Regions from separate parts of the Mus musculus genome. Here regions 2 and 3 are each linked to region 1. The links are chromatin contacts, called in public HiChIP or PLAC-seq maps. All regions are on one chromosome and are shown on one strand. Each heading gives the region's core, a stretch centred on a gene start, on an enhancer-like site or on the middle of the called end of the contact. The rest is flanking DNA. Distances are from core to core; before and after follow the strand shown. Region 1 holds the start of Rubcnl (RUN and cysteine rich domain containing beclin 1 interacting protein like). Region 2 overlaps Htr2a (5-hydroxytryptamine (serotonin) receptor 2A). Region 3 has its middle 23 kb from the start of Esd.

Region 1 (2,949 bases), core at 161-2,660:
ATCTGCTGGCCACTGCAGACAGGAGCTGTGGCCACAGTGCTGGTCACTTTCTTGTAAAGGCCACACGTAAGGCTTTCCCAGGATACCTCTGTCCCTTCAGTTCATTAATCTTTCTAACTCTCAGGGGAACGGAACCTGTGTTCTCCCCTCTCACCAAGGGAACTGGGGTCATGGAGGTGCCTTGACGACTATTTGGACTTGGGACTTGTCTAAGAAATCCCAAGTTTACTAACTGGGCCCCAAACCTTTGCTCTCTCGAACCACAACTTCAACTGAAGATCTAGCACTTGGCAGTGTAACTTGCCATAGGGGCACCTCCAGAATACATGGGGAGGTATATTGTTTTGTTTGCTTGGTTTTGGTTTGTTTGATTTTGTTTTCTGAGCCTTCGTTCTCATTTAGAGTAATATCCCTTTTCAAGCATTCTCTCTTCCACGGGCAAATCCCTCACCGGGTCAGGGAATTGCTTCAATTCCAGGTCAGCAGGTAGACGGACTTCAGGTGGAGTGTGCTTGCTTACATTGGCGAAACGTTTTTCAGCTACCTTGACAAGTCCAGGGCAGTTGGATATGAGGATGGGGTTCTCAAGGTTCATGCCTTTGAGGAACTGAGAAGAGCCAGGGGACCGCCTGGGTTCGTCTCTGTCCTGCCGCAATGAGGATGCCTGGCTACCTCTCCTGGCCCTTGTTTTGTAAAGTCACACCGCAAAAGTCCTCTTCTCTCCAGAGACAACTTCCCACAGCTCCCAAGCAACCATGACACTGTCCTGAGCGCCTCCAGGAACATGGGTCACCCTAAGTCATCTCTCCCTAGCCCAGGGCTTCTCATCTGCACTGTGCCTTGCTTCCTGCAGGCAGGCCAGTAGGGCTCGCCAGCGCTGCTTCAGGACACCTTCAGGGGTCACTGCCTTGAGGACAGGCAGCTAGGACAGGGATGCAGCCAGGACGCTGCGGGGACGCCAGTTATCTTTGCTTCCCTCCGCCCGCGACACTCGTGATCTGAAAAGCTCGGGGAAAGCGAAGCCTGAGACTGCGAGAACGCGGAGACACGGGGACGCGCTCCCGAGTGGGCGCCTTTAGACCCACGCCTCACGGACACACTCTGCCCTCGGACGCCACCGACCCGCCAACCCTGGGTGTAATAAACACGAAAAACAAACTTGGCACAAATGAGCTCCCCGCCCCCAACTCCCAAGCTGCGGCTCCCCCCACCTCCCAACTCGGATGTGTAGGAGCTCAAGTCAGAGAACCTCGCGGGGACCGCGACTTACCTACGCCTCCTGGCCGTTTTATCCACCAAATAGCCACCTTGCCCCGTGGCAGCGACAGGTTCGGATCACCTCCTCCGTGTGCCAACAGCTCCGAGGTTCTGATGGTGCAGAGAGAAGCTGCCAACGAATACAGAAAGTTTTCACCAATAGAAACCGAAGTTCTCTCGACTTCGAACGTGCAACTGCCCTCAGCTCCTCTAGGTGGCGCACGGTGCTCTTTGGGGAAAGAACTGGGACTCTTAATCCTGCACACAGCTCCAGCATCCCAAGTCATCTCTGCTAAAATTGGGAAATGGATCCCTGCTTCGCCTACAGGGCTCCGTTCTCAAAACCTACTTCCATCGCTTTTGACGGTCCCTTGGTTTTGTTCATTGACTTGTCCAGGTCGTGGAGCAAATACAATGATATTTTGGATTATTTGTTTAACATCTCTGAAACACCTTCAGTCCCTGGGGCATCCTAGTTTGGATGGTTTAAACTTAACTAGTTGTTGCCTCTTCGGAGTAAGTTAGAAAACAATAAGACAAAGTCAGCTGAATACTAGCTGTCCATCATTGTCTTCCCCTTCCCGTGTGGCCGGTTTACTTGGGGGTTACACTGGGTTAGACCTGGAAAGATCCTGAGTTATCTGACCACCCTCTGGGAAAACCTGACATTAAAAGGTCAGAAAGAGGAGCTGGTGTGGAAGCAGAAGGATTGAAACTTTGATGCCAACAAAAGCTACATGGCAAGACTATTTCAAGACAAGTTAATAGACAAACAGTGCAAGTTAGTGCTAATGCTGTTGCTCGGCTGCTGAGCTTGCTTCCTTTTCTGTTTAAGTATCCTTGAAGCCACCCCTGATGGAAACAAATCATCTGTTTCAAAGCTAAGGGATATGTGGCTTACAGTGTTGTATAACTCATCTGAGGTCCCATAGCTAGATAGCACAGTCAGACTTGTTAAGGTAGGTGTATCTGGCAGGAGATCTTATATCCAATTTCTTTCTTTTTTTTTAAGATTTATTTATTTATTATATATAAGTACACTGTAGCTATCCTCAGATACTCCATAAGAGGGTGTCAGATCTCATTACGGATGGTTGTGAGCCACCATGTGGTTGTTGGGATTTGAACTCAGGACCTTCTCGACAGCCCTTATATCCAATTTCTATGAAGCATCAAATAAGCCGACAAATTATGAAAAGGGGACTATGTGAGAAACTTGATTCAGGAATATCTAAAAGGAGAGAAATCAGAGCACAGGACATGGAGAAAGAATCTTACAGTGAATGTCATGCTGAGCACATTAAAGTTTGAATCTGGGGCCTGGAGAGATGGCTCATCAGTTAAAAGCACTGACTGCTCTTTCAGAGGTCCTGAGTTCGAATCCCACAACCACATGGTGGCTCACAGCCATCTGTAATGAGATCTGATGTCCTCTTCTGGTGTGTCTGAAGACAGCTACAGTATATGAACTGGGCTTCCTTATATATAGTAAATAATAAAGAAATCTGAAAGTTTGAATCTGAGATGTCCCCTACAGGTTTTGTTTGTTTGTTTTTAAGATTGTTCCCCAATAGCTGGTGATATTTTGGGAGACCCTGGAACCTTTAGGAGTAGAGCTGAGCTGGTGGAAGTAGGTCACTAAAAGTGGGACTTTCATGTTTATAGCCCAGCCCCAATCCCACAACTTTCTGC
Region 2 (2,949 bases), core at 288-2,787, 330 kb after region 1:
CACTGAGGCCACTCTATTGGTCTCTTTGTTTATCTGGTGGGTGTCATGAATGTGAGCTCCAGTGGAACAGAGAGTCTTTTAAGGTCATGTCCAGCACACAGTGCTTAAATAATGTTTCTGAGATAACCGACCAAGAAAATGAGGCAAAACAGTTATGACTAAGTCGTAGACTTTCTCATCTTAGCAACAGACCTAAGAGGCTGCCCAAATATAGGTCTTTTGAGGGTTAATAATTTAGGCAGCTTGGGCTTCGTAGAAGATGCAGATAAAGATATTAATTTGAGAATCCTCTATCTAAACTCTCTATTAGAGACTCCTCTAATTTGTGTTGTCTGTAATGTTTCAGCTGGTAAAATTCTCTTAATGCTTCTGACCTAACCCTGTACTGGGAGAACTTGGCATGGGGTGGTCACAACAACCACATACCCACTTTAAAGCAGAATGGGGATTACTTAGGGACAAAAGACAGGATAATGGGGGTGACAATGAGCAAAATAATGAGATATATACATATGTGTGTGTGTACAAAAATGTCATAAGAAAACAGCATTTTATATAACCAAAAATTAAAAAATCAGATTAGCAGCAAATATTATATAAAACTTATTTTGTTCCAGACTCACCCTAAGTGCTTTTTGCAAATTAGCTCGCTCATTCCTCATAGCAACCCTGTGCAGTAGCATTATCTCTATTTGCTGATGAGAAAATGGAGAGACAGAGGGGTTAATCAGCTTGCCCAAGGTCACACAGTGAGTGGCTGAACTAGAATTTTGACCTATACTCAATCTGGCTCTGTAGTCTTTGTTCTTTAACACCGTGTGGCCCCAGCATAACAAGTTTAGACATGAGTTGTGCAGGTTCAGGGGCCAAGTTCTCTCCCTTTAAAGAGTTGAGGTGGTCAGGCCTCTCTCTTGGGTCTTGAATCCTCAGGTTATAGGGGCTTAGAAGTTATGTCATGCCCTGTGCAATGTTTTTTGAACACACACCTCTTTCGTGTACTTGTAACACAGGGGAGATCACCTCAGTTTTAGAGCCATTAAGATGCAGTTGAGGTGAAAGCAGGGTTATGGCTTCCCAGAGGAAACATAAAAATGAAGGCGGCATGGGGTAGCCTCTGGACCTTAGTGTGAAGGGATAATTGCCTTTTACTATAGGCCTTTAATGCACAATTTGCAGGCTAATATTGTTTAAATTACCATCTCTTCCACTGTTTCTTATAACGTTTAAGTTCCGCCATTGAATTCCTGAGAAGTGGTGCCCTAGCCCTGTACTGTCATGGATTCTCCCCCAACGTAAGCTGTGGAGGATGTCGGGGTGGGGGGTGGGGACAGAGAGCAGACACCCTTAGAGATGAACGCAGACGTTTACATTTGTGTGTCCAAGTTTAGAAGAGGTGGGCTCTGCCAGTACTCTCATGCATAAGACATGTTGGATCCCTGGGCCTAGATGAACAGTGAATGTGTTGGATATGTGTGGTCTGTGTGCACACATGTTCATCCCTGTTGGTAAAACAGGCTCCCTGCTTCCCTGTTCTGCTTTTTCTGGACAGTGCTTTCTTGAGAACAGGGAAGTTCTTTATAATTAGGACACATCGTAAGGAACAGAAGTCACAGTCAGAAGTAAATGAGTCAGATCTTTTATGAGGAGATGCAGAGGAAGGGTGATAAGCTACCGGGGAAACATGGCACCCTGACATCCCGGAAGGAGTTCATTTGCTGGGTAGCTCTTCCAGGTTAACACAAAAGGACCTATTAGAGTCTGTCAGGTAGGAAGGGCTCTGCAATGTGGGAAATCAATAGGATGGAAACAGAAACTTCTAGAAAGTTGCTATAGTTTTCCATTTCACAGGGGTACGTTTAGAATAATGAGATCATCTTTTTAGCCATATTATGGGTACCTGTGGTGTGTGTGTGTGTGTGTGTGTGTGTGTGCATGTGAGGTGTGTTGTGTTTATATGTGGTGCGTGTGTGTGTATGTGGTGATTTCATGTGTTTGTATGTGTAGTATGTTGTGTGTGTGTGTGAGAGAGAAAGAGAGTGTGTGTGTGGTGTGTTGTATGTGTAGATCCTGCTGATCAAGTTGCAAACATCTCTATAATGTGCAAGCTAACTTTTAGATTTTGTGAGAATAACAGGAAGTTGTTTAGTTTTCTGCAGCCCATTAAACATTTGTACCTGATGTATTTTGTGGTAGGCAGAATAATGGTGTTCTAGAGGTACCCTCACTAGGCTCCCGGAATGCATGGCTATGTTCTAGGTCACGTTCCACAGTAAAGAGGCGTTAAGGTGACAGTCAGGAGTAAAGCATACGGATCAGTTGATATTAAAATAGGCTGTACACCTTGGACCACCCAGGTGGGCCCAATGTAATCATCGAGGTCTTTAGAAGTGGAAGCAGGAGGCAGGAAAATTGATTTGATCAAAGCAACTGAGGGAGAGGAAGGCCCACCTGGTCCTGCCTGGCTTTGCAGATAGAGCGAATATATAGGCCTAGCTTGTCTCTCTCTTGTGTTTTGAAGGAGGAAAACTGGCTTCCAGGGAGATCATACTAAAAGGTATCATGTGCCCATATCCTGCCTGGGTACCTCTATGAACATCTGCATGGGCTATCACTCTCTCTCAAAATCCTCTGACTTCATGCTTAGAAACAGAAGAGAAGGCTCAGAGGCCAGCTAATGGCTCTTGGTCCTCTTTGCAGTATTATTGGTTATTGGATATACATTGGGACCAATGTGCAACTTAAAAAACAAACAAACAAACAAACAAACAAACATCTGGCTGCATCCATATGGAGTTTGACTTTGCATTTTAGGAAAGCCTGAGGACATGGGCACAGGCATGTCCCATGGAACCCCTACGTGATTCCAATGTACTTTGCACAAGCTCTCCATTCCTCCTAGGCTAGAGAAGATGCTAGGACACCACTCCTCTCTTTGCTTTGGGCAAAAGG
Region 3 (2,949 bases), core at 249-2,748, 310 kb after region 1:
AAGAAGAAGGAGAAGAAGAAGAAGAAGAAGAAGAAGAAGAAGAAGAAGAAGAAGAAGAAGAAGAAGAAGAAGAAGAAGAAGAAGAAGAAGAAGAAGAAAAAGAAGAAGAAGAAGAAGAAGAAGAAGAAGACGACGACGACTGGGGCTACAGCCCAGTGGCAGGATGCTTACCTAGCACTGTAAGATCCTAGATCCAATTCTTAGTATCTTAATAATAAAAACAAAAACCAAAACTAAAGCAAGCAAACCCAGTTTTTACACTTCCAGTGTGTTGCAGGCTGTCAGGGACGGCTATGATCTGCGGTAGCCATCTCTGTCAATTAGGCAGGGCGTGACCCAAACCTGTGCATCCTAGAGACATTCCAATGAGGTACAGGGTGTTTAGGACGACTTAAGCTTATAGCCAGTGTATAACAAGAAGCAAATGTGGAAACAGGAGAGTTTGGGTTCTGAAATGTCCTTCTTCTCCCACTTGGATGAAGCACTTAGGGGTTGGAATCAGATGGCCCCGGCTTGAAGTGCTATATTTCTTATTAGTGGTGTGGCTTTTGACACATCACTAACTGAATCTCAGTTTTCTCATTTTCAAAATAGACTATTCCTACCTTTAGGCTAGATGTGAAGGAGTCCATGTATGTAAAATAAACAAAACAGCTGAACACATGGACTCTACAGTAGGTAGGTGCTCAACACATAACAACCTGGAAAAAAAAAACTACTCTCCCTCTTTGTAATTATTTCTACACTTTTTTTTCATTAAATTTTTTTTTTGGAAACAAGGTGTCATATAAAGCCTTGTAATCTGTAGGCATCCTTCCCCCCACCTTCTGATGCTGGGGTTACAGGCATAAAGCCCTGCTTTGTTCCTACACTTAAAGGTGCAATGATGAGTCATGTGACTTTCTGGCCTGTTTAATGATGTTACATATCCCTGTTTAACTATGGTTCCTGTGCTGGTGTTTGTGTGTGTGTGTGTGTGTGTGTGTGTGTGTGTGTGTTTGTGCATGTATGGTAATGCATATGCACACCTATATGTGTGTGTCTCTATATTTCTGGGTTGTATCAGTAGGACACAGAGAACCTATGTGACTGGAAGCTGACTCATGACCGTTAAGCTGATGCAGGGGATTCTAGCATTGTGAGATAGTTGAAGCCAGAAGCACAGGTTGTTGCTTTCCAACTATCCCCAACTTGAAGACCTGGGAGGTCTGGGACAATTCCTTCTAGCAAACACAACTCTGGAGTCAACTTTTTTTTTTTTTAAGTGGACTTTATTTGCAATTAATCATTCATTCTTGAAATATTTTAGAATAGATTAAAACCAGTACATAAAATAAATCTTCACTGTATTTGTTACATTATGGCACAGAATAACTTAACACTTTTATAAATATGTTTCATCAGTGCACAAAATGGGAGAAGAACCCTTTTGCTAAAAGCAGCCCGGTAGCAGTTTGGACTACAGTAGCATTTTTCAAAACTGACCATGAGATGGCGCTGTGGTCCAATAGATTATGTAAGCTTTAACTGAGTTTTTCTTAAATATGGCGTTGAATCCCTTAAGTCTAGTAGACTCTATCAATCAACTTAAAGAAGAGTGAAGTTTGTTACTCTTTTAATAATATTGACTAGAAGTGAATCCTTTCATCATGGATCCATAAATCATTCAATGGTTATTTTTTTCTCCCCTCCTGGGGAGAGGAGTATATCTAAGAAGCCATAGATGTCTAGAAGTACCAGACTAAAGAGAGGCCTAAAGTTATCATTCAACTTCAGATTAATAAACTGAATATAGACATTTGTTTTCAACACCCTGATAGAATGGTGTTAAAATCTTTCCTTATATTAAAGCATCTTCCAGTTTATTTAAAGTGTACCTCTGTTACACAGTAACCTCCTTTGGCCGTCATGGAAGGTCATGGGAATATTAGAACATTAATTCACATTTAGATCAACATGATTCAAACATGCACATGTGTATGTTTTCACCACTTGCTCTTCTTCATATAAATATATAAATGTTGAATAAAGTGCATGGAACATGTCTGTACATATATATACAGGTACACGTTTTCTTATATACCCTTTAAGAGATAGTTACAGAGAGGGAAAAGCCACATACACACTGGTAATATATGTGTAGTCAAAAGACACCTTTCAGCGGGGTTTCTGTTCATTCTGATGAAGAGTAAGTTCATGGAATTAGAATCTGCACCCGTTCCTTCATACGTATTGGCATGTGCAGAGTTTCAAACTAAGGCAAAACACATTAGAACAGGCTTCTTAACACTTCTATTTTTTATTAGTCAGTATAGTCTAATCACTAAGGACTAACTTCTTTCAAGTATAACCTTGGGACTGGTGACATGTTATAAATTTTAGACCTGAAGCCATGACCTTCATTCAAAGTGTCTGTAAAGACATACTTAGGAAAACCTTAATTTCCAACTTACACGATGAAGTTTTCTACATGCTTTAGTTCCTAAACCTGTAACATTTCCCAAAGGCTTGCAACAAAACACCTTTGTAGCCAATAAGGATGTTTCAGCCTTTTACTCTGTCTCAACAGTAATGTGCAATTCACCGGTGTGTCACAGTGTCATGGTGGATTCACTATAACTGGCCTTAGTCTGTAGTAGCCATTTCTACTGAACGTTATGGTAGCTGATACTTGCCTTTTGACTGGAAGCTAGTGTCTGTCAGAGCAAAATGAATGTAGTTTTAGAGGGAAGCAACAAAAATATTGCTTTTAACCTTGTATTTATAAATTGGACCCAATTTGTGGTGTTTATTTTTATGCATTACATGCAATCTTTGATTCAATTGATATTTTCCCATTTCCTTGTTTCCTTGGCAAATATCTATAACCAATGAGAATTATTAAAAAAAATTCTCAAGAGTTGATACAAACTCTTTTCTGAATCAGGTAAGGAAAAAATTGAACTGGTT

The links. HiChIP or PLAC-seq counts read pairs in DNA pulled down with a chosen protein or histone mark.
Region 2: an H3K4me3 HiChIP or PLAC-seq map of bone marrow-derived macrophages shows a contact between it and region 1, with 4 times the contacts expected there. The contact joins the enhancer-like site here to the promoter of Rubcnl in region 1. A contact is called at or near these places in 2 of 39 promoter capture datasets (embryonic stem cells and stem cell-derived epiblast-like cells), 4 of 115 datasets of contacts at active chromatin or transcription factors (bone marrow-derived macrophages and embryonic stem cells) and 1 of 9 other capture datasets (embryonic stem cells).
Region 3: an H3K4me3 HiChIP or PLAC-seq map of bone marrow-derived macrophages shows a contact between it and region 1, with 2.2 times the contacts expected there. The contact joins the enhancer-like site here to the promoter of Rubcnl in region 1. A contact is called at or near these places in 10 of 39 promoter capture datasets (the 3T3-L1 cell line, HPC-7-derived erythroid cells, embryonic stem cells and 5 more), 2 of 15 datasets of contacts at CTCF or cohesin (the NIH/3T3 cell line and large pre-B cells), 3 of 115 datasets of contacts at active chromatin or transcription factors (bone marrow-derived macrophages and embryonic stem cells) and 2 of 9 other capture datasets (embryonic stem cells and liver).

What each region holds. Positions count from the first base shown.
Region 1 is chr14:75,014,488-75,017,436 of GRCm38.p6, reverse strand. It overlaps Rubcnl (RUN and cysteine rich domain containing beclin 1 interacting protein like), which reads right to left and starts at 1,410. Exons shown (of 14, transcript NM_198642.2): 1 at 1,271-1,410.
Region 2 is chr14:74,688,414-74,691,362 of GRCm38.p6, reverse strand. All of the region lies in intron 2 of Htr2a (5-hydroxytryptamine (serotonin) receptor 2A), which reads right to left. Among named protein-coding and RNA genes, the nearest start is that of Esd, 42 kb to the left of the region's middle. Within about 2 kb of position 1,537, at least 10 of the 459 cell types and tissues checked have an H3K27ac peak or open chromatin away from gene starts, as enhancers often do. A contact at or near this core is called in bone marrow-derived macrophages, where this site is marked.
Region 3 is chr14:74,707,795-74,710,743 of GRCm38.p6, reverse strand. No RefSeq gene overlaps it. Among named protein-coding and RNA genes, the nearest start is that of Esd, 23 kb to the left of the region's middle. Within about 2 kb of position 1,498, at least 1 of the 459 cell types and tissues checked has an H3K27ac peak or open chromatin away from gene starts, as enhancers often do. A contact at or near this core is called in bone marrow-derived macrophages, where this site is marked.